Linked DNA regions of Mus musculus: all the other regions are linked to region 4. A link is a contact called in public HiChIP or PLAC-seq and promoter capture Hi-C data. All regions are on one chromosome and are shown on one strand. The core of a region is the stretch at or near the end of the contact, and the rest is flanking DNA. Distances in the headings are between cores, read along the strand shown.

Evidence for each region. Promoter capture Hi-C pulls out the DNA fragments that hold promoters and counts their contacts. HiChIP or PLAC-seq counts read pairs in DNA pulled down with a chosen protein or histone mark.
Region 1: an H3K4me3 HiChIP or PLAC-seq map of embryonic limb bud shows a contact between it and region 4, with 4 times the contacts expected there. The contact joins the enhancer-like site here to the promoter of Pcnx in region 4. A contact is called at or near these places in 6 of 115 datasets of contacts at active chromatin or transcription factors (embryonic limb bud, embryonic stem cells, pro-B cells and 1 more).
Region 2: a contact with region 4 is called in a promoter capture Hi-C map of embryonic stem cells, with 4 times the contacts expected there. The contact joins the promoter of Smoc1 here to the promoter of Pcnx in region 4. A contact is called at or near these places in 7 of 39 promoter capture datasets (cranial neural crest, embryonic stem cells, frontonasal cranial neural crest and 3 more) and 4 of 115 datasets of contacts at active chromatin or transcription factors (embryonic stem cells, fetal liver and stem cell-derived neural progenitor cells).
Region 3: a contact with region 4 is called in a promoter capture Hi-C map of embryonic stem cells, with 4 times the contacts expected there. The contact joins the promoter of Rgs6 here to the promoter of Pcnx in region 4. A contact is called at or near these places in 5 of 39 promoter capture datasets (the C10 cell line, embryonic stem cells and stem cell-derived epiblast-like cells), 1 of 115 datasets of contacts at active chromatin or transcription factors (embryonic stem cells) and 1 of 9 other capture datasets (embryonic stem cells).
Region 5: a contact with region 4 is called in a promoter capture Hi-C map of pre-B cells, with 4 times the contacts expected there. The contact joins the enhancer-like site here to the promoter of Pcnx in region 4. A contact is called at or near these places in 7 of 39 promoter capture datasets (the 3T3-L1 cell line, the C10 cell line, cranial neural crest and 3 more), 2 of 15 datasets of contacts at CTCF or cohesin (large pre-B cells and pro-B cells), 6 of 484 Hi-C or Micro-C datasets (CD4 T cells, the F1.1 cell line, natural killer cells and 1 more), 15 of 115 datasets of contacts at active chromatin or transcription factors (T-cell acute lymphoblastic leukemia, cardiomyocytes, double positive thymocytes and 8 more) and 1 of 9 other capture datasets (embryonic stem cells).
Region 6: a contact with region 4 is called in a promoter capture Hi-C map of embryonic stem cells, with 4 times the contacts expected there. The contact joins the promoter of Slc10a1 here to the promoter of Pcnx in region 4. A contact is called at or near these places in 7 of 39 promoter capture datasets (the 3T3-L1 cell line, HPC-7-derived erythroid cells, embryonic stem cells and 2 more), 1 of 484 Hi-C or Micro-C datasets (Th1 cells), 1 of 115 datasets of contacts at active chromatin or transcription factors (stem cell-derived neural progenitor cells) and 1 of 9 other capture datasets (embryonic stem cells).

The regions. Positions count from the first base shown.
Region 1 is chr12:81,006,324-81,011,323 of GRCm38.p6, forward strand. No RefSeq gene overlaps it. Among named protein-coding and RNA genes, the nearest start is that of Smoc1, 18 kb to the right of the region's middle. Within about 2 kb of position 3,703, at least 22 of the 459 cell types and tissues checked have an H3K27ac peak or open chromatin away from gene starts, as enhancers often do. A contact at or near this core is called in embryonic limb bud, where this site is marked.
Region 2 is chr12:81,025,036-81,029,788 of GRCm38.p6, forward strand. Smoc1 (SPARC related modular calcium binding 1) reads left to right here and starts at 1,773. Exons shown (of 13, transcript NM_022316.2): 1 at 1,773-2,123. The coding sequence starts at 2,028.
Region 3 is chr12:82,614,803-82,619,413 of GRCm38.p6, forward strand. It overlaps Rgs6 (regulator of G-protein signaling 6), which reads left to right and starts at 2,123. Exons shown (of 17, transcript NM_015812.4): 1 at 2,123-2,581.
Region 4 is chr12:81,858,498-81,863,400 of GRCm38.p6, forward strand. Pcnx (pecanex homolog) reads left to right here and starts at 1,533. Exons shown (of 36, transcript NM_018814.3): 1 at 1,533-2,027. The coding sequence starts at 1,875.
Region 5 is chr12:82,468,195-82,472,924 of GRCm38.p6, forward strand. No RefSeq gene overlaps it. Among named protein-coding and RNA genes, the nearest start is that of Gm30966, 6.2 kb to the right of the region's middle. Within about 2 kb of position 2,612, at least 295 of the 459 cell types and tissues checked have an H3K27ac peak or open chromatin away from gene starts, as enhancers often do. A contact at or near this core is called in T-cell acute lymphoblastic leukemia, double positive thymocytes, embryonic basal ganglia and 7 more, where this site is marked.
Region 6 is chr12:80,966,020-80,970,575 of GRCm38.p6, forward strand. It overlaps Slc10a1 (solute carrier family 10 (sodium/bile acid cotransporter family), member 1), which reads right to left and starts at 2,060. Exons shown (of 4, transcript NM_011387.2): 1 at 1,570-2,060. The coding sequence starts at 1,925.

The DNA.
Region 1 (5,000 bases), core at 2,453-4,952, 850 kb before region 4:
CCAAGAAGAGTTGGCTTCAGGCAGAGGGGCTGGAGGCTGGGAAGGCAATGCGTGGACCTCCGACTTCTCTGAAACTTGTCAGTCTGTCTTGCCCAACTACAGCTATTTGTCTGCATGGTTACCGTATTTAATAACATCAATGAGTATAGATATGCATACATGTTTATTTGCATTTGTGAGGACACGTGATACCATGGTAGTTATTCTTTGCTTTTGGAGAATTGAAAACAGAGTGGGATTTTGAGGGATCTAAACAACTTCAAAATTCTGGCATTGCCACGTCTTGTGACTGCCTCTCCATCAATAGTAATTGGTGGCTTGGTCCTTGATGGGAAAGAACATGGGAAGGGACACATTCTTTGATGAGGGAGAGACCTACTGGGTGTGGAGAGTATTTGTGTAGAGGAGCTACAGTAGAGAACAGTGGCGGGCAAAAACAGTGGTCCCAAAAGCTCTGCCTACCATGTCCAGTGGCACCAACTGCTCCTTGCCCAGATGTTCTCACAGTTTGCAGACAGTGCACGGCAGTTCTTTTGTCCTTGTCTCAGCAGGAGGTGGGGTAAATTGTCAAGAAAAATGCCATCTAGGAATATATTGGAGAAACGAAGAACTTTATTGACAAAGGGCCCCCATGGAGTGATCACCAGAGGGCAGCCTCCAGGTTGTCCTCAGGGTTGTGGGAACAAGAGAAGGAGGACTTCTGTGTCAATCGGAAATCGACCAACAGAGACAAAGTGCTTCTTAGTGATTAATCACAGTGGCCCTTACCTCCTCATGCTGTCCATACATCAGACAGTGCCCAGTGTGCACAGTGTGAGCGAATAGGGAGTCCGAGGGTCGGGAGGGCTTGCCTCGGCCCACCTGTGCTTTCGGCATGACGCAGTGAGTCACAGTGCAGTTGTATCTTATTTAGGCATACCTAATGCTTGTCCTCACAAACTGGAAAGCCTGACATGGTTCTTGGGGAGGTGGCTTTAAAAAAATAAATATTGAAACTGCAAAATAATATCAAATCATACCAGTGGTTGAGCTGGTATTTTTCTAATTTCTCTCATGACCTTTCATTTTCCCATGGCTGGAGGCAAAAACAACAGCCTGGTATGAAAAAGAAAACAACCAAAAAGATGACTGTGTATGAGTGTGTGTGCATGTGCGTGCGCACGCGCATGTGTGTGTGTGTGTGTGTGTATGTGTGAGAGCATCTGTATGTGAATGAGTAAGTGCATGTGTATATGTATACTGTGAGTATGTGTGTGTGTGTATGCCTGAGTGTTAATGAGTATGTGTGACTGTGTGAGTGAGAATGTTAGTGTGTGTGAGCGTGAGAATGTGTGATTGTGATTAAGTGTGTATATGTGTGAGTATATATGTATGATGGGTGTGTATGTGTGTGAGTGTGACTATGTGTGCATGTGTGTGTGTTATCTGTGTTTAAAGTCGGGGCACTGTACTCCTGAGCTCAGCAAAATGATCTTGCAGTCTTCCTGGAACAGATTTACTGCAGTGAGGATCATTAATGGTGAGTCTTCCTCTAAAGTGAGTATTTTGCCTTGAAGTGTTACCAAGAGGACACTGAAGCCTCCATGGTTAATCAAATAAAATTTTGTGGTTTTTTTTTTTTTTCAGCCAGGGTTTCATGATCTCAGGTTGGGTTCAGACTTGCTAAGGTGAGGGTGACCTGCCTCCACCTCTAAGGTGCTGAGGTTAAAAGCATCACTGCACCTGGCCAATTTAGTGCTTGAACCCAGGACCTTGTGCATGCTGGGAAAGCACTCTACCAGCCAAGCCACATCTCTACCTCCTATCATTTAGCAGCTCCCACGTATTCTTCATGTAATGTGCCCGGAGACTTTATTTTTGGCAGAATGAGATTTTTGTTTATTTATACTAGTAACATAGTACCTTCCTGCCCCAGAGCAATTACAATAGTGCACAAAAAAGGCTTACAATGTTGGTATTGTTTCCCCCAGCTCCCTGTATGTTGGCTGTATCTGTCTGACAAGCCCATCCATCCATCTTGCCTCTGTTAAGTGTCAGTCATCTGAAGAGTGAGGGCTTTTACTGGAAGACCTCAAGTTCAAGGCCAGCCTGTACTCCAAAACCAAACTGTACAAAGGAAAGAAATGATGTCAGAAACAATAATTCAACAAAACCCAAAACTTACTGATCACAGATTACTGTACACAAACACTACTTAATCTGAATCTATTAAAGACTTTTGGAGGTGCTATTCTGTATACCCCTTAACAGGAAGTAAATAAAATGAAATTTCTCTAAAAATACCCTATCCACCAGTGTTTTGCACAATCAGATCATTCTTCCTTCAACTAAAGGAGAAAGAGAAACTTTCCCTAGAGCCTAGACTATGTCCAGAGCAAGGAAGAGGCTCTGCTAAGCCAGAGCTGGAGGGAAGAAACAGTAGGGAGAAATGGGCAGACAGGGAACAGCAGGGCGGGAGAGAGATCTAGCAAGGGAGCCCAGGGAAGGGAGCAGAGCAGGGAGAGAGGGCAGGAAGAGATAGGGCGGGAGAGGGGCACTGTATGAGGGAGGGCTGTGGGTTCACGCCACTCCCTGCTTCTATTAATACAATTAAAGTGTTGAAAATCAGATCTCATGTGAAGCTTTGAACATGAATTTTTCATTATAGCATTGGGGATGGAGGAGGAGATGGATGGGGTGGAGGGGTGGGGAAAGCAGTGGGGGAGGGTTATAGTGTGTGTGTGTGGGGGGGGCGGGAGTCAGAAATCCTCCCTGCCACATGGTCTGTGTGGTACAGGTCCAGTCCCATTCCGTTCCTCTGGGGTACACCAGAAGCTCCGGCCTCCTTCATGGACCTCTACCTTGGCAAACCCAGTTTTATTCATTCGTGGGACGCTTGGTAGGAAGGTCCCTCGCTGCTGCCTCAGTAAAGCCAGCCCCGCTGTCTGCAGCACGAAGACAGTGGGTTCCAACCCCTATAGGAGAACAGAGACCTCAGTACTGGTACCATGTCTATCATCTATTTGAATAGAAGCTTGAGGTGAAAGAAAGTATCTGGAGAGCTCCGGGCATTCAGGCTGATTCTGGGGGCTGGGGGAAGGTCGCCAGGCAAAGAAAGGTGTGTCACCTCATCTTCAGCCAAACCTGCCCTCCTGTGTGCACCCTTCTCAGTTCAGTAGTTCTGGGAAACTCATGGTGACTTGGCCCAAGCTAGCTATGGGATCTCTGGTGCCCAGTAACATGGCAGTGAGACAGACATAGGACAAACCTGTTCCTTTCCAATAGTGATAAACAAAGCAAAGGCTGTGGCCAGCCACATAACTTATCTGCATTGCTGCCTTGTCTCAGTGCCTCTGGGAAAAAAAAATCAGTCGCCAGCAAGTTAGGCTTGCCCCAGTCTTCTAGTTAGCAGGTGGGCCTGGGGTGAAAACCTAGACTGTACCCCTCCTTTCTGTTTCCCCTCCCTCAGAACTTCCTCCGGGATTAGGTTTGTTGTGTGGTCAATGAATTTGTTTAGATTGAAAAGGGGGAACATTTCATCTCTGGCTGCTGGGGAGGGGCTCTTTCCCATGGGGCTTTGTCTGTAGCCCCTCCCCCAACTGATTGCGGCGATGGACCTGAGAAGCTGAGGGTCAGGGTCCCATGGATGGCTCTCTCCCTTCTGTACAAGCCTTCCCTGGGCAGTCTGTTCCCTGGAAGGGGGCCTCCCCCACCCCCGCCCACTGCCTGGGGTTTAATCTCTGCCAGGCCCTGTGCTCTGGGCTGCTGGTGTGTGGTCCTGTGCTCTGATGTGCCTCAGCAGCTGGAATCAGTGAAAAGGGAAGCAGGGACTCAACCCTGGCACTTCTCAAAACAAAATGAATGACTCCAGTTTCAATCAGTTTATGGCAGACTCTGGAGAATTATATATTTTCTAGTTGGGGGGGGGGGCGGGGCGGGGCGGGGTGGTCTTGCTGTGTAGCTTAGGCCAGGTTGGAACTTACAGTGTGCCTAGCACAGTGCCCGGTTTTGTGTGTGGATAAAGTCATTGTCAAGGATTCTGCATTCAGAAAGATTTGTGCCAGTCCTTTATGAGAGTGGCTGCAGCATTGCAGGGCAAGATGCTGGACCCAGGGCAGGAGACAGACTTAAAGGGCACAGGTGAGATCAGATGGCTATTGGCCAGACTCCTCTGCTGTGGACTCAGGCTCACATACCTCTTCTTTTTCTCCTCCTCCTCTTCTTCCTCCTCTTTCTACTCCTCCTCCTCTTCCTTTTCCTCCTCCTCTTCTTCCTTCTCCTCCTCCTCTTCCTATTTCTCTTCCTCCTCCTCTTACTTCTCCTCCTCTTCCTTTTCCTCCTCCTCTTCTTCCTTCTCCTCCTCCTCTTCCTATTTCTCTTCCTCCTCCTCTTACTTCTCCTCCTCTTCCTTTTCCTCCTCCTCTTCTTCCTTCTCCTCCTCCTCTTCCTATTTCTCCTCCTCCTCTTACTTCTCCTCCTTCTCTTCCTTCTTTTCAGTTTTTGAGACAGGGTTTCTCTGTGTAGCCCCTGGCTGTCCTGGAACTCACTCTGTAGATCAGACTGGCCTCAAACTCACAGAGAACCCCCTCCACTTCTGCCTCCCCCCAAGTGCTGGAATTAAAGGCAGTGCCATCCACTGCCTGACTTAGGTATCACCTCTTCTCTCAGAATCTGGAAAAGTCTCAGCTTTGGGGCCTGTGGCCTATGCTATTCTTTATATTATCATTTCTATGCCAGAACTTAAGTTGCTATTGATAGGCCTCCCACAGCAAAGGAATCAACCTGTGAAGCCGGGCACTCTGTCCTGTCTCTTAGCTCTTCTCTGTCTATATCTTCAGATACCAAGTTATCCTAGAATCCGTGACTGAGCTGCAGATAGCACACAGTACTGAAGGGCGAGCCAGGCCTCTGACCTGGGATGGCCAGATTTAGCAAATAAAAACACAGTTGGTTTAAATTTCAGATAAATAAGGAAATATTTCTAGCCCAAGTATGCCTTGTGCTATCAAAGAGTTTGGTAT
Region 2 (4,753 bases), core at 523-3,022, 830 kb before region 4:
AAAGTACTATGAAGTATTGGCTTGTTTTCTTCCTATACCATTTTAAGGGCTATACTCACTTTAATCTCCTTTAGTCTTGGCAATAACATACACATAGACACACATGGCATGGACGCCATTTTTTGCTCCCATTTTACAGAGGGGGAAAACAGAGTGAGTTCAAGGTTTTACCACTAGATGGCAGAACTGGAATTTCACCCCCATGGCAGTGGTGGTGGGTTCTGGCTCTAAAATATGATCAAGCCACTGAGTCCAGGTGGGAGAGACATGACACTTTTTTTTTTTTTAGAAATGTGCTTCATTTTAGTTTGAAGAACCCTTTATTCTTGCCTGGACATTCCCGTCTGAGGCTGATGGGGGAGGTGCAAAGCCCCTTGAACAGAGAGTGGTGCATTCTGGTTTGTTGTTCAGGAAGACTGGCTGGCTGTAGGGTGAAGGCTGTCTGTATGCAGCCAGATGGGGGTTAGGGTTAGCTTGCTCTTATAATCGAGAAGAGAAGCTGGAAGGGAGCAGAGCTAATCTTTGTCAGGACCTCTCAGGGCAGTCAGGGAGCTGTGAAACCTGGGCTTTATTTCAATCTGGTTAGAGAAATGGATCTTTCTTCACGAAGGGACGGGCCTGGACCGGTGGAAATCAAGCACGAAGAGTTGTGTTCCACTTTTGGAGATAATCACGGGTCTCTTGCGGGGAAGGCAGCAGACACTTTGTTGGGTTGAAGTGAGTGTGTGTGATGCGATGTAGCTGTTACCATTTTCAGGGTGGCCTCTTGGACCACTATGGAAAGAGCTCTAGCACCTGATAGGCCTGCTTAGAGCTGACCTATACAATCCAGGCTTGGGCTCCCAGGAAATTGCTCCTTGGAGGTCTCTAGGATATCTGTGCTCACAGAACACTCCTCCATCTCCTCCATTCATAACTTTCCTCCTCCCAATATGGGACCAGGATTCCTGGGACTGCCCTCTCCTCCCCGGCCTCCGCCCCAGCGTTGTTAGGCCACAGAGAAGCTGCTCCTGTGTTCTTTAAGTTCAGACTGATTAGCCAAGATGCCCGGGTTCTGACCGCAGGTCACATGGACCATAGGGCCATAGGGGTAGTTTACTGGACCCTCGGGGGACCCACCTTAGGCTGCTTCGGTTCGCCTCCGTCAGAATTATCTCAGGCAGCCGCTGTGGAACTTGGGTGTCACCCGTAAGGAGATTTTTTTTTTCTTTTTGAAATAAATGAATACCTCTTCCCGTAGGTCGCAGCTCACTCTGTGGGCCGCACCTGGTGGTTCCCCAGGTTGCCCTTGATTTTGCGGCCTCCGGGAAACATTTCTCAAGGACTTTGGGTCATTTGGAGCTATTTTCCCTGCCTGCTTCATGGAGCTGTTGCGACAACTCAAGCCTAAGAACTAACACACGATAAGTGTGTAAGGCTTCTTTACTATCCAGGTGACCATTCAGGAGGGACTGAGGCTGCTGGAGCGCGCGGAGGTTCCCAGCGAGGACTTGCTGAGAAAAAGTTACTCTTTATCCCAGCCTCTGCTGGAGCCCACTGTGGCCGGGAAGCCAGTGTAGCTCCTGGGGGGGTGGGGGGTGGGGGTGGGGGTGGGGGTGGGGGTGGGGGTGGGGTGGGGTACTGACCACGAACCGCCCCTCTCATCTCTCTCCCATTGGCTTCCACCTGCCGGAGGGTCGGCTGCTACAGGCCTCTCGACCCGTCAGTCAGCCTCTCCGGGCCCCGCCCCTCCCCTCCCGGGGTTTATAACGGGAATTCCCATGGCCCGAGCTCCCGCATCCAACCTGCTGTCGCCGCGGCCACGCCGAGCGCAGCAGGCGCCACGCGCAGAGCACACGCTCGCACTCCAGCTCCGGGCCTCCGCCGTTCATGACCGTGACCCCGGGCGCAGGCTCCTCCAGCCCCTGCCGCTGGCTCTTCGGCCACTCCCAGCTGCTGCAAGGGTCCCCACCTCCCCAAGTGCTTTGAAGCTAGCCTGAGCCCCCCTGCCCGCTGCCCGCTCGTGGCTGCCCGGCTCCGCTGGCACCATGCTGCCCGCGCGCGTCCGTCTGCTCACGCCCCACTTGCTGCTCGTGTTGGTGCAGCTGTCCCCGGCCGGCGGCCACCGCACCACCGGCCCCAGGGTAAGTGCGTCTCCCAGCTGCGCGCGCCCACCTGCGCTTGGCCGCTCATCTACAGGAGGGGGAAGGGAGGTGTCAGACCTTGTCCTCGACTTTACCGTCTAGTCCCTTGCAGGCCTCTTGGAGAAGTTGCTGAAATAAAATTTCATTGCCCCCCTCCTTCCCCGCCTTTTCTTGTAGCACTGACTCCCCACGACCTGTCACCGGTGGGTTTTCTTTCTCGAACTTCTCCTGAGGTTTTTCTCCTGGGCCTCCTAGGTCGGTGGGATCTCGGCCTTGGCTGGAGCAGAGTTTCCCTATGTTGTCGCTGCACCAGTCCCTCGAGCTGGCTTTCTTGGCAGGCAGAGGGTGTGTGTGTGTGTGTGTGTGTGTGTGTAGAAGGGGCGGGGGGGGGCACTCTGCCTAGAGAGTTTTAGGTTACCCGCGAGCCACACAAGGACCTTGTGTTGTTGTTGTTTTAAAAAGCAATCGCTGCTCGTAAAACCCACAGCAGATAATTTTAATGCCCCCCTCCTGCTGGCCTGGCCCTGGAGGAGTGGCAGGGGTAGGGAGCCGTGGAGAAGTTCGGAAGAACTTCTCCCCTGGGTTGGATCGGTTGAACCTTGATCTGATTGGAGTTTCTGAACCACACGAAATGTGCCAATTCTGTGCACAGGACGGGTTGTCCAGGGCATTGTAAAAAAAACGGGAACCAGCAGCACCGTGCTCATTTCTGGTCTAGATTATTGTTCTCCCTGCTCCCTCCTAATGGTCTAATAAAGAATTTCACTGCCTTAAAAATGTATTTGTTAAACCACCTAGAGGTTCCTTTGGCAACACGTAAGGGAGGCAGTCTCTGGGCAAGGATCAGGGTCAGTAAGATCAGAAGCCGGACCTCTGGGTAGCAGCTTGCCCGCTCCCATTCTGCGAGAATCTCTCTGGGAAAATAGCAAGGATTTGACTTCTGAGCAAATGAAGTTGGCTTCTCCACCAAATTGTGCTTTCTTCCCTGGATATCCTCTGGCCCCATTTCCTGGATGGCTAGCCCCATTACCACCTGTTCCCATAGCAGCTTCTTTATTCCTGGCCTTTGCTACCCGGGAATCATCTTTATAGCTGCAGTGTATGGAGGAAAAGCTTTGCAAAACCTGACTTAACTTAATGGCTACCCAGATGCTGAGCTGCTCACATCCGAGCCCACCTATCACTGGGAGATCAGATTTGCAGCCACTTAGGAAAGAAAAGTGTTTGTCCCCGTGTCGGGCCGGCCCGTGCTTTTATGGCCCAGATGTGCAACAGCAGCGGCTAAAGGCGGCAGATTAGATCCAGGGTGTGTCATAAATCCTCGACAGCATTCCCAAAGCTAGGGCAAGTTGGGGCTCCAGGAGCGGTTTTATGGATGCAGATGAGGATGCCTTTTAAATGAAGCTGATGGTTTGATATGGGGACTCGAAGCTCTTAAATTCTGAGGTCAGGCAAGAGAGAGCCATGGTGTTCCCTCCAATAATTAGGAACAGTCAAGACAAAGATGCAGACCAGAGCACCCCGACTGCAATCTGGATGCCCGCCCACAGGAGGGTCGAAAGGAGAGAGGCCCTCCGACAAATGGTGGGGGCATTGCTTGCTGCCGGGCGTGTCTAACATCCCAAGCCATATGGCTTTCCTTCCTTACCTCCTGGAACTGGAGAAAGCAGCTTTTAGGAGAAAGCTTGGACTTTAGGGGAAACAAACTCTAAGCTTTCTGACAACTTCTTCAGTTTATTAATTTGACAAAAAGTGGTGGAAGATAAGCAGTACCTGTAAATAGGCTTGCTTATGTCTTAGCTTGCTCTCTGTCTCTGTCTGTCTGTCTGTCTCTCTCTCACACTCACACACATTAATTAACACTGCTCTTTTAAAAAAGATTTACTATCTTTAGTTATGTGTGTGTATATATATATATATATACACACACATAACTATATATATAACTATAACTATAACTATAACTATATATATATATATATATATATATATATATCTATATCTGTAGATGACTATAGGGATGTGAATGTAAGTCCCCTCAGAGGCTAGAGGTGTCAGATCCTCTGGAATTGGGGGTTGCAAGCTGCCTCATATGGGTTCACAGACCTGAACTTGGGTCCTATGAGAGAGTATCAAGTGCTTCTAACTACTGAGACATCTTTCCCGCCAGAAAGGAGCTCTCTTATGCATGTGGTTATCTGGTTGCATTTATTTATGAACATTTGGGCTTGGCCTTTTATACAATCTCTTATGAACAAGAAAGGCAGCTTTTTAAGGCTAATTTTGGGGATAGGGAAGTAAAACATGGGGCTGACTGTCTTGTTTGAATCCCACATAGTATGTGTATGTGTGTATATCTATCTATCTCTCTCTATCTATCTCTCTATCTCTCTATCTATCTATCTATCTATCTATCTATCTATCTATCTATATCTGGGTGGTTTGCATGAGTTACATTGTGTGTTTCCAGTTAAAGAGAAAGGCGACTCCATGAAACAATTCTAAACCCCATTGCACCAGGAGAAGCTGCAGAGCAATCTTTCTTATCCATGTTGGTAAAGAATTATGCTTGGATTTCAACCCTGTCTCAAAAGATACCAGCTTCCCCAGAAATGTGGCTCTGGTCAAGA
Region 3 (4,611 bases), core at 873-3,372, 760 kb after region 4:
TTTTCCAGAGGTGCTGAATTTGGTTCCAAGAACCCTCATTCTGGCTCACAACCAGCTCTAACTCTGGTCCCAGGGGATCTGTCACCTCTTCTGGCCTCCAGCTGGTATTGCACACACAGGGTACACATACATGCAGGCAAAACATCCATACACATAAAATTAAATGAAGACAAAGTCTTTGTTGTTCATCTTGGCGAAGAGAACAATTATACCTCAGTGTATCTTTTTAAGCCATCTCTTCTGAAGTCATATTGAATTACAAAACACATTACACGAGCAGGTGGACAGACTAGTTCGTTTGTTCACTTTATTTGGGTGTTCCTAGTTTCCAACCATCTGTGAATAAGTAACAAATGACTGTGTATTAGGCACTTTCTCTTCCCAGTGGCAAAATACTGGAGACAAACAATTTACAAGAAGGAAAGACTTCTTTTGGCGTCAAGTTTCAGAGATTTTTAGCCTATGGTTTTTTGGTCTTGTGCTTCAAGCTACTGTCTTGGAGGATGCTGGTAGGAGACCTGTATACTGCGTGGAGACTGAGGGAGGAGCTAGTCTCATCATACACCCTTCAGTGGGACCCCTCCATGGACCCAGCTTCCTTCTACTGGGTCCCACCTCTGACTTAAAGTGCTTACCCCTACCAATAGGGCACACACAGGGTTCCTAGGCACATCTTATCTCCAACTTACACTCACTGACCCCTTCAGACTTCAGAGTACAGTTCCTAAAAACAGGTCACTCTTAGTGTGGCTAGCACACTAGCTTTATGTGAGGAAACAACACAGACATGTCTATTTTCTTGAATCAGTATATTATAGAAATCCATGGTTATAGGTGTTATTTACAGGGGTTGGATCCTACCCAAGGCCACCTTCTGAGTTAGCAGCCTTGTCCTCGGGCCTCGCTCAATCAGAAGCCATCTTTAACAATCTGCCATTTTAGAAGAATGGATTTACATTCAGAAGAATCTATTTACCTTTAACTGATGTTCTTTGTTATTTGCATATTTATGCACAGCAGTGTTGACAAACATGCATATTGCCAAGGAAACTTTAAATTTTCACCCCCAGAGCCATAAAGATGAAGAGTCCAGATCATTCATCCCCAATGACTTGGAGTAATTTATTTATTTTTTTCTGTGATTAATACACTAAAGTATAAATTACTGATTTATTATTGGTGTTGGTAACATTGACATACATACACATCTACTGGTAACTATTTAGTACCAACCACCTTGTCCTACCTCCAACTACAGTTCCCTAAAATAATTTGAGACAGGCCTTCATGTAGTCCAGTGTGACTCACGGACTCCCTAAGTAGCCAAAGCTGGCCTCGAACTTCTGTTCTTTCTGCTTCCAGCCCCTGAGTATTACAGGTGGATACCATCTCTGTCGGGGTTTACTCAGTGCTGGGGAAAGCACTATATTAGGTGAGCTACATCTGCAACCCAGTCATAAGTCATCAAAAATCACGTTTCAGGACTCTCAGGTTAAAATGTCCATTCAAGTTACCCTTGTTCATTTGAATGTCAAAGCTTCTCTTCTTGCCCAAGGATATTGTGCATAGTTTCCCCCTTAGATTCCCTTTTGTATTGTTTCAAGATAGTATCAACCACAAAGCGCTCCCAACGCTGTGTGGTGTAAACGTTGAATAAATAAAACCACGAGATTAGCAACAATATCTCTGACGAACGCACTGGCTCATTTTAATTTAGAGGGCGCCAGCCCCACGTCAGTGAGGGATTCAAAAGCTACCGGGACAGCACCTCAGGCCAGAATCGTGAGCACCTTGGCGCCACTAAAGTTTCAGTACACGGTCATCCTGGCAGCAAGGAGAGGAGCCTTGGCTTGTTTAACACAGTCCCTCAGTTTTCTAGGTAGCTGCTCGGTTGCCTGGAATCTGCAGATTATTTTTTTCCTCGCTTGCTGCACAGGGCCTGATCCGTACCCCGGGCGGCGCCGGGACAGGTGAGCCTGGCGGCGGCGACCTAAGAACGTGCTCAGGTGTCAGGGTCCCGCTCATAGCGCGTGGCTCAGGCCAGGTGCGGGCGCCCAGGTGCGCGGCGCGAGGCTGCAGCTGCTCTGGGTCCCCGACAGCGGGCGCCGCTGCGGCAGCGGCCGAGCCGAGCGCCTGGGCTGCGCGACTCCGGGCAGCTCCTTGGCGATCGGCCCCCACCGGGTGGCCAAGAACTCCGCCCGGGGGCGCCCCGGGGTCCCTGTTGCTGCGGGCGCCGAGGGGGCGGTTCCGGTCCGGACCAGCGAGGGGCGAGGGAAACACCCCGGGAGCCCCGCGCCCTGGCACCATGAGACCCGCCGCGCCTCCTCCCGGGTCCGGAGCTGTACAGTGTGCTCGCTGAGCCCCCTGCGGTCGCCGCCTCGTAGAGTGGCACCAAGAAGGTGGAAGAGGAGGAGAAGGCGACACTCGGGAGAGCAGTGCCCGGACAGATTTGGCCGCTCCTCCACCCCCCGAGAGCTGGCGACTCCCGGGTTCCCCAGCCTTATCATGAGCCGGGCGCCAGCCGGGCTTTAGGAGAAACTGAGACGCCGGAGCGAGTCGAGACAATTCTTTGGTTGCTAAGGTAATTGTAGTTGGACAAAAAAGGGACAAGAAAAGAACCCGGAGGAAAAGGAATGGAAGCCGCACCCGCGCCCCGATCTGTGTGGCTTGCATTCCTCGGGGGTGGGCGCTTGTCCATTTCGGATGCGTGACAGGTGCGGGTGTGTGTCTGCAGTTTGGGACTGTGCAGGGCGAGCTTACGTAAGTGACTCGGCGAGCTGGCATGCGGACTTGTGTGGGATGGGTGCAGGTCTGCGTGGAAATCGCCTTCCCGGCTTTGGGGTGGGACGCGCTCCGAGCCTGGGCCTGGAGGGCGTGCGGGGCCCCGAAGGCTTTCTCTTCTTCCCAGCCATCCGCTCGGAGAGCGCAGGTGGGGGAATCTACCTCCAGCAACTTTTCCTGAGAATAAGCTCCCGATTTGTGGGTTGAAAGGGCGAGGCTCCGTGGTGAGGTGAGGACCGCAGGGGCGGGTGGTGAGGTCTGAGGCTTGGGAGTTGCTTTCACAGACGGTAGGTATAGGCTTTTCTGAGCAGGTCAGGCTGCTTAAAAAGTGTGATGAGGGAAGTGACCCAGAAAATTTAAATTTGTTCAGAGGAAAAGCTGCGGGTTTTCATTCTTTTTTAATTTGACAAAGTGGGTGCGTTTTCTCTCTCACGGAGACAGTGGCATTTCTAAGTCTGCAAATAAATTGAACATGTTTTGAATCTCGTTGGTTTGGAATTATTCTCGCAGCATCAGTGCCTGCTTAGAAACTGGACCTGTAGGTAAGTTCTGATAAAAGCCCTTTAGCAGCCCTAAAGGAAAACTTGAAAGGCAACCAGGAGGAGGTTAAAGCCCACCATTTCATCTTTTTCTCTCCAGGGAGAATGGGAGAGTAAGACCTGGGTTGGTGTTTATCAGGCTGTTAGAGGATGGGTTGCCAGTATGTGCGCGATGCGTCGAAGCCCTTTGCTGTCCGAGGATAGTACACTATAAACAAGGCTCCCACAAGTCAGTTTCACAACTAGGTAGATGGGCAATTGTGTGGAGTTGGATCTGGGCTGCCTGAAAGTTTCTGTGACTTCTATATTTATTCTTGCTCTGAACTTACTTTGCATTAGAAGGGACGTATCCCTTCAAAGTGGAGAACAGAGGGAAACAGGACAGTTCCCACAGACACACCTTTGTAAGCCAAAGCCTTTATGCACGGGTACTGCAGAGATGATAAATTGTTTGAGTTCTTTCGCTGCTAGGGCTGTTAATCTAAATCGTGTAGCTACCGAGGTGATCTTGGGCACTGTAAGCTCCAGTGTGGGGAAAGCTTCCTTCCACTAACTCCTTCCTTCCCTAAAGCAGCTGTAGAGTTTAGAAATGTCAGCTGTCGGGAGGTATTCCGGTGAAGGTGTTTTTCTTTCCATAGTCTTAACTTTGCTCTTCATTCACCTTCTGAAATTTCAGTTAACATTCACTGAGCTTATTCTGCTGAGAGACTTTCAGTAAAACGTTTTTCTTTGAAGCTATCAATTCGTCACATCAAATCTGACAGGAAAAGGATGCCTGTGTGGCTTCGAGGTCTCTTTAAATGAGACTTATTTGTTTATTTATGATTTATGAAATCAGATAACCAACATAATTTTTTTTTCTAAATCAGCAAACACTTATGGGGAAAAAGACTCATTGGGCAATGGAATTTGCCAGTAAATTTCAAGATCTTACTGTCCCACATGAATGGACGTGTGTGTGTGTGTGTGTGTGTGTGTGTGTGTGTGTGTGTGTGTGTGAAGGCAAGATCATTCTGATCCCTTTGTTTCTGGTTTTCTCTCATATGTTTTTATTCTCTGAGGTCCTGCACATTCCAGGGGTTAAACATGGAGATAAAAGAGAGAAGCTGTCTACCACATTTTTTTTTCTTTTTCTTTTCAAAAGGGATGCTCTCAGAGGGCTCAATACTGGGATTAATTTTTTTCCTTTAGCTCCCCAGCTAGTCTTAATTCTTGGTGCTTTGAACCTCAGTATGCATTTAACCTCCTTGTTTATTTTCAGGGCGTCTGGGAGAATTCATTTAATGAAGTT
Region 4 (4,903 bases), core at 283-2,782:
TTAATTATAATATTGTATTACTTAATCTTGATTTTGTTTTTAGTCATACATTTAAAATATATGTTGATGTGAATTTATTTACACCCTTTAAAGTGCTTTGAACTTAGATCACTTTGTGATTATACAACGGAAAGTGGTGTTCTTCCTACCTGAAAGGTTCTTACAATCTCTGGAAGGCTTCTTAAAACTTTTTGGTTTTTCCCTAGTCTCTCACCCAGTTTCCCTAGAGAGATAATGTGAGAATTTCCTTTTCTAAGTCATTCTGAGGTGATGCCCCCATCACCTTTGAGAACAGCTGACTATATCCTTAAGCCTGAAGGTCCTGCCTGAGTTCTAACTCCTACCTGAGTGGATATGAAAGGCTCAGTCCATGCTGCTAGGATGAACGCTGACTTCTGAGCACTCCACAGCTTATTACTTATGAGAACCTGGGCAATCACTCTGAGTGGCAGAGCCCTCACTGGTAAAAATAAGGATAGCCCTGGCTGTGTTAAAGGAGCGTTGTGAAGGTTAAGTGGAGCAGGTGTGAGCATAACCAGCTATACAGTGGCATGATACCCAGAGGCACTGCGATGGGTTTTAACCACTTCTTAAAATGTCACCAACTGCTCTGTCTCACTTGCTTTCCTCATTAATTATAGCAACTTTAATCTGGGAAAACAGAGTACGTTTATTGCTACAATAAACTCAACCTTCAAACCCTTAAAAAAAAAAAGCCATCCAGTGAGATCAGACATACTTCAGAAACATTAGACTGGGCCAAGAATGATTCCCAGTTTTCACAGCTATAAAAAGAGAAGTACAAGACCCCATTCAAAGTTTGGGTGGAGTCAGGAATCTTTCAACTCTGCTGAGATTGGCCCATTGATAAAAATGGTTACTAGTTGCACCACATGAAAAAGAAAAGTTGTGGTGCAAGCATAACTTGGTCATGTCATACTTTTGTATCTCTTGCAGCTTGTATTAATTTACACCTATTTGGAAGCAGTAAAGCTTCTAGTTCTTGACGTCGTCGCCCTTTTTCTCACTCAAGCTGCTTCGGGTCCAAAAAAGGGTAACACAGTTCTTTTCAACTCTGCTTTAATTCTTCCAGTCCTGCAGTGTCAAACTCAGACAGTTTACCCCCAAATGTTTTTTACTTGTTTTGTCTTGGGCAATTGCCACAAACGGCAGCCCCTGCAAGGTCTACGAATTCTGGAAGTCTGGAAGTCCGCTCGACTTTAAAGAGCTTGCAGTGGTCGGTCATGCCCGGTGCAGTGCCATCCGGGTTGCAAACTCGGACCCGACCGGATCCCACCCCACCCCACCCCACCCGACCCCACCCCACCCCACCCGACCCCACCCCCATCCCCACCCCGGCCAGATGCTGCTTCTGCAGGCTTCTCCCAACAGGAGGCGCCCGTGCGACCCAGGCGCTGCGCGTACCCGTGGGGACCGCTCCGCGGGTGGAGGGAGCAGGAGGAGGAGCCGGAGGGGGCGCGGCTTCCTCCGCGTCCTGCCGGGCGCCCGCTCGCCTGCTCCGCCGGGCCGAGGCTGGCGGCCGGCGGGGGTCGCGGCGGCGGAGGCGGCGGCGGCGGCGGCAGCGCTGGCGGACTGGGCTCGGGCTCGGAGCTCGAAGACAAGATGGCGGCGGCGCTCAGGAGCCCGGCCTCCTCCTCCTCCTCGCCGCTCTCCGCCCTGCCGCTCGCCGCCTCCTCCTCCGCCGTCTCCTCCTCCTCCTCCTCGTGCAGCAGCACCAGCGAGCGCCGCGGCGCCGGGCCGCTCTCCCGGAGCTCGGGAGGGGGCTAGACCGGTCCGCGGGCGCGCAGGCGACGAGGCCGAAGCTGGGGCCGGGGCGGGGACGGCGGCGGCGGCGGCGGCGACGCCGGGTGGGGATGGGGTCGCAGACGCTGCAGATCCTCCGGCAGGGGGTGTGGGCCGCGCTCAGCGGCGGCTGGTACTACGACCCGCACCAGGCCACCTTCGTGAACGCGCTCCACCTCTACCTGTGGCTCTTTCTGCTCGGCCTGCCCTTCACGCTTTACATGGTGAGTGGGGGCGGGGACGGGGACCCGCAGCGGACGCTCGGCTGTGATCCTCGGGGGCCCGGGGGTCGCGCCCCTGTCCTCCCCGCGTCCCGCGGTCCCGGCGGCGGGCGGACGCTCCCCTCCCCCGCTGGCTCCGCTCCGGGCCCCGGGTTTCCCGTGTTTTCAGCACCTCCCTTCCCGCCGGTCCCCGGCCGGGTCCCGCTTTCCTAGCGCCTCTCGTGCGGGTCTGCGTAACTGGCGCCCCGAGGCCTTCCATCGGGGGTCCCCGGTCGTTCCCCGGGCCTCGGACTATCTACCTCCCGCTCCCCGGGGGCATCCCCGCCCGCACCTCGGCCCCCGGCTGTGTGCGGAGCCCGGGGGAGGCCGTGCGCGCTCCGGCAGAAACGGAGTCGCAGGGTGTCCCGGCTCGTACTCGCTTCCCGTGCTGGGGGAAACCCCCAGCGGGCTCGCGCCTCCGCAAACCGCTGATCGGTTGAGTGCGGGTTCCATTCGGTTCAGCCCCGCGGCGAGGGACCGCGGTGTTGTCAGGCTAGCGCTGCCGGCAGGGAGCGGGGAGATACGAGAGCCTGGCTGGCGTTTGTTTGCGTTGGTTCAAGGCCTTTGACTGGCTGGGAAAAGGAGAGTGCCGCCGCCTGTTGCTTGGTGCTCTCGGTCCAGTTTCTCTGAAGTGTTTTTGGTGTTCCCAGACGGTTTCCTTCTATAGCCAAGGCTGGCCTGAGAGTCACTGTGCAGTCCAGGCCTCAGGAGTGTTTTTAGAGGATGTTTTCCTGAAAGATGTTTGCACATTTCTTAAAAATAAAAAATAAAATAAAAGCACAATTTTAGGTGGCACATTTGAGAAAACAAAGCTTTCAAATTTTAAAGTGATTGGAAGGAAGGATATTAACTTTTATTTTCAGGGAATTTCTGCTAACTTCATGGTTCTTCAGAGGGCTAGAACAAAGGTGCTGGGTTACTAAGTCCCCGAATGGAGAGTATGAGAAGTACCGCGAGTTAGGGCAGCCTATTTGCCTCTTTTCTCAGTATCACTAAGGCAGGAACATGCCTTGGGGGATGGCGAGTGTGTGTGTGTGTGTGTGTGTGTGTGTGCTCGCGCTAAATGTCACATTGTCAAGCAGATTCTGATTTCTAATAGGAATGTGTTCGAAGGGACTTACCCCAGCTTAAAGGAGCTGTTTATTACAGGACTTGGTCTTGTCAGATTCTGAAAATTTATCATTAAATGTTATAATTTCTGTTCATTGTGGCCGATCGGGTTCACTCTGCATCAGCATCCCTTCCAGGAGTGCGATGTCCTTAATGAGCAGCTCTGTGGCTGTGGTGGTGAGGCGGCCCTTCAAGCTCACTCGCTTTCAGAGCTGCCCTCCCGGGTGTCCAGACAGGTTGTACATTAAAGGCAAAATGATCGTTGGGAGGTCAGGATTTGTTGCTGTGCTGTGTAAGGTTTGGGTCTAAGCCTCTTTGTGGAATTAACACCACTGAGGACTTCAGAGGAAGCGGAAAGCCATATATTGAATTACCCGGGAGTTTATTCAGTTAAGCTCGATTCTCAGGTATTTGAGTGTCCGCTGTGCACTAGGTACTTTGCCAGGTTCTGGGAAAATAAAAGTGCTTCACTTCAACGAATGGCAGCTCCACTCTTCCTGAAGCTTTAAAAGCTCTCATAGGCTTCTCTTTCTCCTCACTCCCAGTCCACGCACAAAGCTAGTGAGTTCTGTCTTTAAAATCTGACAGGAGTCCATCATCCCCCAGTCAGGCCTGGTTCAAGCAGCTCTGCCCTGCTGGGTACTTGTCTGGGGTGGGGGTGCGGGCTGGCAGGGGGTGTGTGATGGCATTTGTATCAAGGCTTGCTGTTTCTGCTCTTGCTTCCCTACACACAGATCAGGATTCTTTGAGGTCCTGTGACCCTTGTGCGTAGACCAGCTTCCCCTCTGCCCTTGCTCTGCCCCTTTCTATACTCAGTTCGACTGCTTGCAGTCTACCCAGCAGCTGACATGTCGTCACTGTGCCCTGGGCTGGGTGTGCTTGCCCTTCCTACTCTGTCAGGGGCCTCTCCCTTCCAGATGATTGTGTGGCCTGCCTTTGGTTAGGTTATTTCGGGTTTCTGGCGTGTGAGACTTTCCCTGATAAGTAACATAGCAGCCTCTGACCTCTTCTGCCCGCTTTCTGAACAGCGGTTTCTGCTGGCTGAGGCACACACTCACTTGCTGGTTCTGTCACCCTGTTGCACCGAGGAAAGCTAATAATAGACTTGAAGCTCTGACCAGGCAGGGGTTTCTCTCTGTTCATTGCTGTACTCTTAAGGATGTAGAGCAGTGCCAGACTGACACACAGTAATGAGACGTTAGACATATGACTGGCAATGGATCCGATTCACTTTTTTCTGTCAGGGAACTTAGGAGTCTAGGCTGGGATAAGCAGCAGCAAGCTTAGAACTGTAGGGACGATGAATGATCAGAGGTCGTGGTCTGGAACTTAGCACAGAGGAGTGTAGCAGTTTAGGAAACAAGCTAGTGCTATAGTAGTGAGGTCAATAGTGTGACATATATATCCAGATCAAAGCAGAAGCTCACCTTCTGTATTAAAATCTCACCCATGGTTAGTATTCATGTGTTCTTCCAATAGTAGCTGCAGGTGACGGTGACTTTACTGAGTTTGTGTATAGGTTCTTAGCCCAGCTAAGTGTCCCCGTTGTGACTTGTTTTATTACCTTAGGCAGATACATGAACTGGGTTTTATATATGACTTTTTGAAGCCAAAATCACCATTCAGGATCCCCTTAGGCATGGATATACTCACACACACTCCCACTCCCACACACACACACACTCTCTGTCTCCCAGCTTTTATAGGTCATTCAGAGGGGTAAGATATAG
Region 5 (4,730 bases), core at 1,362-3,861, 610 kb after region 4:
TCTGTCTCCACAGTTTGTGTGCTGTTGAAGGCTGAGCATCACTTAAAGGTTCAGGGCTGACCATTGTGTCACGTTAGGGACAATCTCACCCTGACCTACTTTGGCACTTTAGCCCTGCTTTTGGATTATCCTGTAGAACAGCGGTGGAAAGGACCCTCATCCCACCAGGCACAGCTCTCTGATGGTCAAAGGCAGGGAGAGCTCGACCCTAAACTCTCTGCAGAGGAGACAGCAAATGCCTAAAATACAATCAGCCAGTGCAGGCAAGTACAGGAAGTCACCTTTTCAGCCTTACTGACAGCCAAGAGTCACAGTCGCAATCTGCCTCAAATGTTCTTTTTTGCAGTGTTACGAAGTTCTACACCAACTCAGGCTCCACCTCTCTCCAGCTTCCATCCAGAGGCACACTCTTGAAGGCCTTGCAATCCTGGCACTCTGCCAAGAACACACCACATCCCTGCTTTCCGGCCAGGGAAGACAGGACCCAGAAACCAAGGAGTCAGCCCCTCACTCTCACAAGTTTGTACTCATTTCAGTTGGATTCTAAATCTCTGCACTCACCAGACCTCTAGCCTTCTGTGCCGGACCTTGTCCCCAGGACCCCGAGGAAAACCCTTCTCTTTCTCTTTAGAGATGGCTTCTTCCTCCTTGATGCTTCCTCCAGCACTAAGCGCGTTCCAGCTTCTCACTGGATGGCACCTGCTTGGCCTCTCGTCTCAGTAGCTTCTCAGTTACAACCTTTACCTGGATTCTGTTCCAAGAGCCGAAATGAACACAATGTTGCTGCTTGGTTATGGGTTTGATAAGATTCTTATCACTTAAGGCTAGAATGTTGTTTTTGATCACCTGACATAGCTCAAGGCTGCGTCGGCCTGAGTTCACAGGCATCCAATACTAGGACATTTTTCTTAGGGTTGGAATGAGACTTGTCATTGTCTCAGGTCAATTTTCATCTTTTCACCGGTTGTTTTCATCTGTTGAAGAGTTTTAATGCCGGGTTAGCCTTCACAATAGCCACTATCCCTCCAGGAGTGTCATATGTCTCAGTGAGGCCCCCATTGTGCTGATAAGCTGCGGACAAGACCTGTGGCCACCCAATAGACTATCCCCGTTGTTTTCAAATTGGATGCCGCAGCTCTGGGAGTGTCAGCTGGTTCTGAGGCTTTAGTCCAGACTATACATTTCTTCAAGGTTGTGCCTGCCCCCTCACACCATTTATTTTCCCCATTCCTTTAGTCCAGGCTTTGTTGGGAGGGACAAGGCAGAGACAGACCTGGAATCCCTTGATGAACATTATCCAGGGTGGGTCTCTCCACCTCAGCAAGCTGCTGAGATCTCTAGCATCCCGTTAAACCTGGGGCAGAGACTCTGTGATGCTCTGAGAGTGAATGTGCAGTATTCGTGGGACCCATAGCAGTTCCTCTGTGTGGGCTGAACCAGCAAAGGACGGTAACTCACGGGCTTCACTGAGGCATGAGTTGGGGTCACCCTCTTTCCTTTGGTGGGTGGGTGGAGAAGAAAGAGTCAATTAGATTTACTTAAATGACTCCCCTCTACACCAGCCAAAACCAAAATCAAGGTCTCTTTAGATAGCTCACTAAAGAGGTGAGTAGCCTCATTACCAAAACCTGCTGCTCAGAGACTTCCGCTCCCAGCGGAATTCCCCCCCCCCCACCCCATGCTCTTCTGACAGTTTTACAGTTCAAAGTTCAGAAGGAGGAGGGAGAGAAGTTTCATAGGAGGAAAGATCTCTACAAAATTAGAAACGAAGTTCATGTCCCCAGCTTCCAGGCTGCTTGTCAGGAACACAAAAGGTGGCATGTGATAGCGATGTAGGTTGTGAGTTTAGGAGAAAATCACAGAGGGGCCAAGGAGAGAAGATGCCATGGGTATGTGTGTAGCCATTCACTTTAGTACTGAACTTTCCGGAGCCAGAACGTCCCCCAGCACCAACTTGCACCCGTGCAGGCTTAACAGCATGCTGTGAGCGTCCTCTGCTGTCTGTGTTTGGGCCGGCATCCAAGCCAGTTGGGCTGTTTCCTTAATGGCTACAAGCAGGCGTCTCTCCCGCTTTCAGTTTCAAGAAGTACCATAGCCCCATCAGAGTCTGCGCTAAGGAGTGGGACTGGCCAAACTGACCCCTTCAGTACTGCATCTTTTTTAAAAAAAAATATTTTTTTTGGTGGTGGAAACTCTAGAGGGCGGAGAAAAAAGAGGTCTTGCTGTGTGAACCGGGGAGGAGGGAAGGGAGTCGTGGCGGGGAGGGAGTGGGGGTGGGGGTGGGGGTGATAGGTTATTTCTGCTCCAGGGCAAGAAGGAAAGAATCTCTGTGGAGATTCCTCCCCCCACCCCCACCCCCCGGAAGGCACTTCCAGCTTTTGTAAACCTCAACATCACTGCGGAGGGAAGCCGTTGGAAAGCTGCCCCTGGGAATTATGGGGCAGGGAAGTCAGAAAGCATAGAGTGATCTTAGATAGACTGCTAGGCTTTGAGGTGCAGAAACACATACTACCCCTTCCTTTAAAGGCGGTCCAGCGGCATCAAACGCTGATGTCGATGAAGCCGCTGATGCGGTTCTCCATGATTGGAGGAAAGCAGGGGTGACGTCAGCGCATGCTTGTAATTCCCGCACTCAGGCTGCAACAGGAGGGATCTGGTTAAGGCTGTGTTCAGCCTGGGCTACAGAGGAGGAGATCTTGTTTAAAACGCAAGACAAATCAAACAAGAAAAACCAACGAGGGGGAGAGAAAAGGGTCAGGCATCAGGATTCATTACATGTATGTAGTAGATCTAAAGTGGAAATTTCTGGTTTCTTTGAAGACTTGGGTTATAATGTTTTGCTGGGACAATCAGGGGAAAGGATGTCTTGCTAAAGCAGACACGTGAGAGAATGTTTTGATGAAGGAGACACAGGTGAGAGGATGTTTTGCTATAGCAAACAGGTGAAAGGATGCCCAATGTTTAGAAAGAATATAAATATGGCCCCACAGAGAGTGGGAGCGCCAGCTGCTTTGCCTCCACTGCCTTGCAAGCCTTCGCTGATGACACGCATAGATTGGTTCACCTTCCATTGCATTGCTGAAGTTCGCTTGTAGTGACCTCATAGAGAGAAACCCACCAAAATAACTTCTTGTGAGAGTCCTGCGACTTCTGGTCACTGGACTTGGCCGATTGGCAAACCTCACCTTATCCCCTGGAGTGAACTGCCTTTGCTGTTCCCGGTGTGTTGCCTGCCAACTGGACTGGACTGCAGTTGCTGATTTATGTTTGGTGTTTGCTAGTTGACAGAAAACAATGAAGATGGGAATCGCCCCCAAAGAACTATTTCTAAAGAGGTCCACTTCACCCCTATCCTAATAACCTTTCTTTTCCACTACCTCTGCTAGAGGGGAAGTCGAACTCTTATTAAAGTAGGTTGTGAAAAATATATGCCTACATAGATCCTTGCTATAATGAATAAAATGGGCATAAGAAATGTCTCGTTGTTTCCCTCCCTTCATGCTCCAGACCCAGCCTAGTGTGGCTAAGCTGAAAGGAGAGTCCAATTTCGGTAGCTACCCAAATGGTCTCCTGCCCTCCTGCTCCGACATAGGAGCTGGGGGGTCTGAAAGGAGATGCCCAGCCTGAAGTCCCCTGCTCACTTATTAGATGTTCAAGGGTCACCTCCCCAGCCCCCCAAGTGCTGTGACCATTGTAGGAACCTGAAAAGGTCTGTCTCCCTTCTGAGCTTGGGCCATTCTCATACCTTCTTATTTCTCCATGCCTGGCCTAGCACAGGCTCATGGAGGCCACTCAGCCTGGGCAGGAGGGACACCACTCTTTACAGCGCCTACCCAAGGATCACCCATGGGCATAAGGTGTGAAAGGAGACACCAGGTGTCTCTGAAACCCAGGGCACATTCCCAGTGTCCACATAGCATCTCTTGTTACTCTGAACTGATAACCTGTCCACTGCCGCCCGCCAGGCTTTGCAGTAATGCTGCTGTTTTCTGTTTTTACAAAGAAAGAGGCCATGACAGTGGCTTCATAGATTAAGAGCTGTGAGCTGCCTACATTGGAGACAGACATCACTAATGTAAGAAGGGTTTGAGTGTTCGGTGTGAGTGCCCATGGCTGAGATGAGACAAATTAACTTATCAAGTACCACTCAGCATCCAAGCACTGGCTCTGTGCAGAATGGAGTTACTTCCCAGTCATGCTAAATGACACTGGCTAGCGTGCTTCCTCCCCAATTCATGGTTCTGATTCTGTGATGTGCACAGCAGTTATAGACAGCAGCTGAGGGACGTTTCTGAAATTCTGAGTAATTCAGATTCTTCTGTGTATATATGTAAAAGTCTAGATCCTCAACCTTCCTAACACCGCACCCCTTTAATACAGCACAGTTCCTCAGGATATGGTGACCCAGATCGTGAAATTACTTTTGTTGCTACTCTATAACTGTAATTTTCCTACGGTTATGAATGGTAATATAAATAGCTGACATGTGGATGGTCTTAGATGGCCCCTCTAAAAGGGTCCTTCGGCTTAGAGGGGTCGCGGCTCACAGGTTAAGAACGACTGCTCTGTAGTGCTTAAAGTGAGACATTGTTTCTTCTGAATGGTAACCATGCAGGCAACGGTAAGTGATTTGATCAATCTTTATACAAATGCAAGGTTGACTCTAGATGTCAGAACTTTCAAGAAAGACATCAGACTCTTAGAAGTGCTTTCGAAGCTATAGTATGTTA
Region 6 (4,556 bases), core at 810-3,309, 890 kb before region 4:
CGTACACAGAGACATACATGCATACAAAATACCCGTACACATTTAAAAAAAAATGTAAGTTTAAAGATTGACTTTGTTGAAAAGAATGTTTGTTTAGTGAAGGTCCTTAGCTTTGCTGTCATTGCTGTAATAATGCATGTAGTCACTTTTCAGGACAACAGGGATTCAAAGTCTGTCTGGACATGATAATTATTCCCGCTCAGCCAGGTGGATCGGGGCATGGTTAATGTGTATGAGAACGATAAGTTTGCTTAGGAGGAAGAGACTGGGTCACACAGTTCCATCGGCTGCTTCCACAGATCCCCAGATTCCCCACCGTGCCCCCTTTCTGACTAATGTGACTACATAGTCCTGCACCAGAGCTGAGGTTTAACATCTTGGGACGTATAAGGTGCGACCAACCTTGCTTACAGGACAGCATGACTAATGCCTTGCCCCTCCTTCCAGTTGCCCTCCTGCTGTTTTGCCTCACCAGGAGAGGCTTCTAGGTAAGTTTTCTTTGTAAAGTTTAGGCACAGGCAAGGTATGCTCCCTTTGCGGTCCCTTCTCTACTTGACACTGAACAACTCCACTGAGAATCAGGCCTAGAGGAGACTGGCTTTGTGTCTGGAGTGAGTTCACCCATGCTGTGCACTGCCCGAGCAGGCTGAGAGGGGCCCCTCTCCTTGACATTCACTGCCACAGTCACAGCTGTGTGAAGGACAGATATTCCACCAAGCCCAAGGAGTCTGGCGCTTCACGAGTGCTACCTGATCAGGATGCTCTAGGCTCAGGCTGGTCTTTTTTTTTTTTTTTTTTGGTTTTTTGAGACAGGGTTTTACTGTATAGTCCTGACTGTCCTGGAACTCACTTTGTAGACCAGGCTGGCCTCAACTCAGAAATCCACCTGCCTCTGCCTCCCAAGTGCTGGGATTAAAGGCATGCACCACCACCACCTGGCTGCTCAGGCTGGTCTTAGCCTTCTCCCTTCTTGTTAGACTGAGTGGAGCCCAGCCTAACCTGGGCAATCGCTGGGGCCTCAATTCTACATAAAGTTTCTTTGGTTGGCAATCTCACCACATCTGACAACTCGGTAAAGGGTCTTAGCAGATACCTTGGATGCCCAGATACTGGAGAAGAGCCTTTGGAGTCTCTTCTCTGCAGGAAATTTAAGATGCTCGTTTGGTTCCAAGTCACCTTGGCCTTCCTGGAATGTTCTGGACCCATTATACCCTTGCTAGATTTTCAGCCTCAGAGCTGACACCCTGCCAGTCAGATGACTGTGGTTCTGAGGAACTCTTTCATCGAAATCTATTCTCCTTTACAGTGATCCTGTAGAGACTTCTGGGAGTTCAGGGGTGTCTAACATACCTCTGGACCAGCTTAATGTTTTTTTTTTCCCCCTGGGATTTAAACCAAAGAGATTCCAGAGGCTGCCCCAATTTAGCATAAACCTTTGACAATCAATGCCAAACTTAATCCAGCTCCTACGTCCCTCCCCGCTCCTGGCTCCAGCCTAGATCTTCTCTAGATCATGACATCTCGGCAGCACCCCATCCCACACCCTTTCCTCTTAACCCTCGGTCCTACCTGAGGTTCATGTCCCCCTTCATGGCCAGGGTGAAGAGGTTAGACAGGTTCCCCCCAGGAGAGCAGCCGCAGATGAGGATGGCCAGAGCCTCAATGCTGGTCAGATGAAAGACCTTGCCCAGAAGGAAAGCACTGAGGGGCATGATACCGTACTGGGCCACTATGGCGATGATCACCCCTTTGGGCTTCCAGAAGTGAGCCTTGATCTTGCTGAACTCCATGGTGCAGCCAAGCGAGAGCATGATGAGCAGCAACATAACTACCAGAATGACGCTGAGCGCAGTGTCTGTGGCCCGGTGGCCAAAGCCAGGCGGCAGGGAGAAATTGAAGGGGGCTGATACGTTGTGCGCCTCCATCCTCCGACCCAGTGAACACCACCTCACTCTCTGCTCCTGCCCTTCCTTGCCCAGTGCTGGCTGGATGTTTTCTTCAGTCCTCTTTCAGGACAGAGTTTCTGGACAAAATGTAGCTGTGGGCAAATAAAAGATTATGCAACCTGCAGAACCACGGTTGTGGTTATAAGACAGCCCATAACCTCATCTCCCCGGATCCCCTACTTTGCTTAAGTTTTCTGACCTCTGTGCCTGCCGAGTGGAGCTCGTACCCAGCACAGGGTTCATTCTTTACCCTGCTGAGCATGCTTCACTATAGCGTCTCTGAGACCCATCCAGGACCTGCAACAAAACATGTCCACCTTTCCCTTTAGTTCCTGCTTCTAGCTCAGTCTCGGAGACCTCAGGTTGTTTCCTGGGAAAAGGTGCCTTCCCTATCCTCAGTGAGTCACCATTTGTTCCCGAGAGAAAGAGACTGTTTCTGCCTTTGCCTTCCTCATCTAAGTGGCAAAGGCCAGAGGGCCATGGGACAGGATGGGGGGGCGATGTGGTGTTGCTGTCTTCAGGAGAGGCTGTGTCCATGACTGTCCTCCTCTGAGACCTTGCTTTGTGCCCATATCTAGACCATACGTGTCCTGTGGGGGTTGGGGTTGGTTGGGGGGTGGCACCATGAATCCCTGAAAGACTTACTTATCTCCAGAGGGGAAAAAACTTTCTGGGGTACGTTGGGCTCTTGGAAGCCTGGAGATTATCCAAAGCCCAGCTCACGAGAAACTCCAGCTGTGGAGAGTAACTAGCTGGTGCCTGAGGTATCCATAACTTGAGAGACTTCAGAGAAGGAAGTGAGGTTGTAGCAAGCTTGAGATGCACCAGGTAAAAAAAATAATTCCACTATTTTTTGGCCATATATAAAGCAAGCTCTATTAAATATTAAATACCAGCCAAGGGGTAGACTTTGGTCAGAACCAGTTCCTGAAATGTTTCAGCTAAGTGCCCTGAGACAGACATGTAGCGGGGGTTTCTAAAGACTAATCTATGCCAGGCGGTGGTGCCACACGCCTTTAATCCTAGCACTTGGGAGGAAGAGGCAGGCAGATTTCTGAGTTCGAGGCCAGCCTGGTCTACAGAGTGAGTTCCAGGATAGCCAGGGCTATACAGAGAAACCCTGTCTCGAAAAAAACAAAACAAAAAACCAAAAACAAACAAACAAACAAACAAACAAAGACTAATCTATAAACCACTTTCCCAAGAGGCATTGTTATTTTTCAAGAATGACAGCTTATAGCATTCTAGGAAGTTACCAGGTTTGTGGGCAGGTGGGGTGTGCAGGTTAATTTTAGGCATTGCAGATGAGTGGCCTTTTCTTACTGCACTCCCAATGGCTCTATTTTGCATGTTGGGCCTGTGGGTCTCATGATGGAAACCAGGTGGGAGGCATGCAACATCAGCAGCATTAGAGAGGCAGGTATGGCCATCCTGAGCTGAACTCCCCCGACTCACCTCAACTATGAGACTGAGCGGGTCTGTTAGGTGTAGTTTCCCCACCATGACCAAGGCAAAGAACACTTTTTTTAAAAAAAGATTTTCTTATTTATTTTATGTATATGAGTACACTATAGCTGTCTGCAGACACACCAGAAGAGGGCATCGGAACCCATTATAGATGGTTGTGAGCCACCGTGTGGTTGCTGGGAATTGACCTCCTCTGGAAGCGCAGTCAGTATGCTTAACCACTGAGCCATCTCTCCAGCCAGACTGAGGCAAATCTTTTTTTTAAAAAAAACGTTTATTTATTTATTTATTAATTTATTATAAATACACTGTAGCTGTCTTCAGACACTCTAGAAGAGGGAGCCAGATCTCATTATGGATGGTTGTGAGCCACCATGTCATTGCTGGGATTTGAACTCAGGACCTTCAGAAGAGCAGTCAGTGCTCTTAACCGCTGAGCCATCTCTCCAGCCCCCGAGGCAACTCTTATAAGGACAGTATTTAATTGGGGCTGGCTTACAGGTTCAGAGGGTCAGTCCATTATGGCAGCATCTAGGCAGGCATGGTGCAGAAGGAGCTGAGAGGTCTGTCTATCTCTTCATCTGAAGGCCACTAGGAGAAGACTGGCTTCCAGGCAGCTAGGATGAGGGTCTTAAAGCCCATGCCCACAATGACACACTTCCTCCAACAAGGCCACACCTCCTAATAGCACCTCTCCCTGGGCCAAGCATGTTCAAACCACCACAAACTGTCTCACTGAAGCTGACTCCTAGAAGTGTTTCCATCATTCTCTCGGCTGTACAAACCCTGCTCCCTGCTGCTTCTGCTCCCTCTGCCCTCATGGGCCTGTGTCCAATGGCCCCTGAGGAGAGGGAGGCCCACAGCTAGCCATTCTGAGCATTGGGGTGGTATCCTGAAGGAGGTTGCTTCCTCTCTTTGGAGAAAGCCAACTCATGCAGACATTCTCTCTGTTTTCTGGCCACCATGATTTGAGTGGTTGCCGAGGGCCATGCAGGAAGAATGACAAATGGCTTTAGAACACATGGACCGTGGCCCACTGGTTTGTGTGAACTCAGCCACGATGGGCGCTCCTTTGTTGAGGCACCACCTTGAGGACCACGTGTCCTGAGGACTTCTGCTCTGCTTGCTGCCCTCCCTTCACTC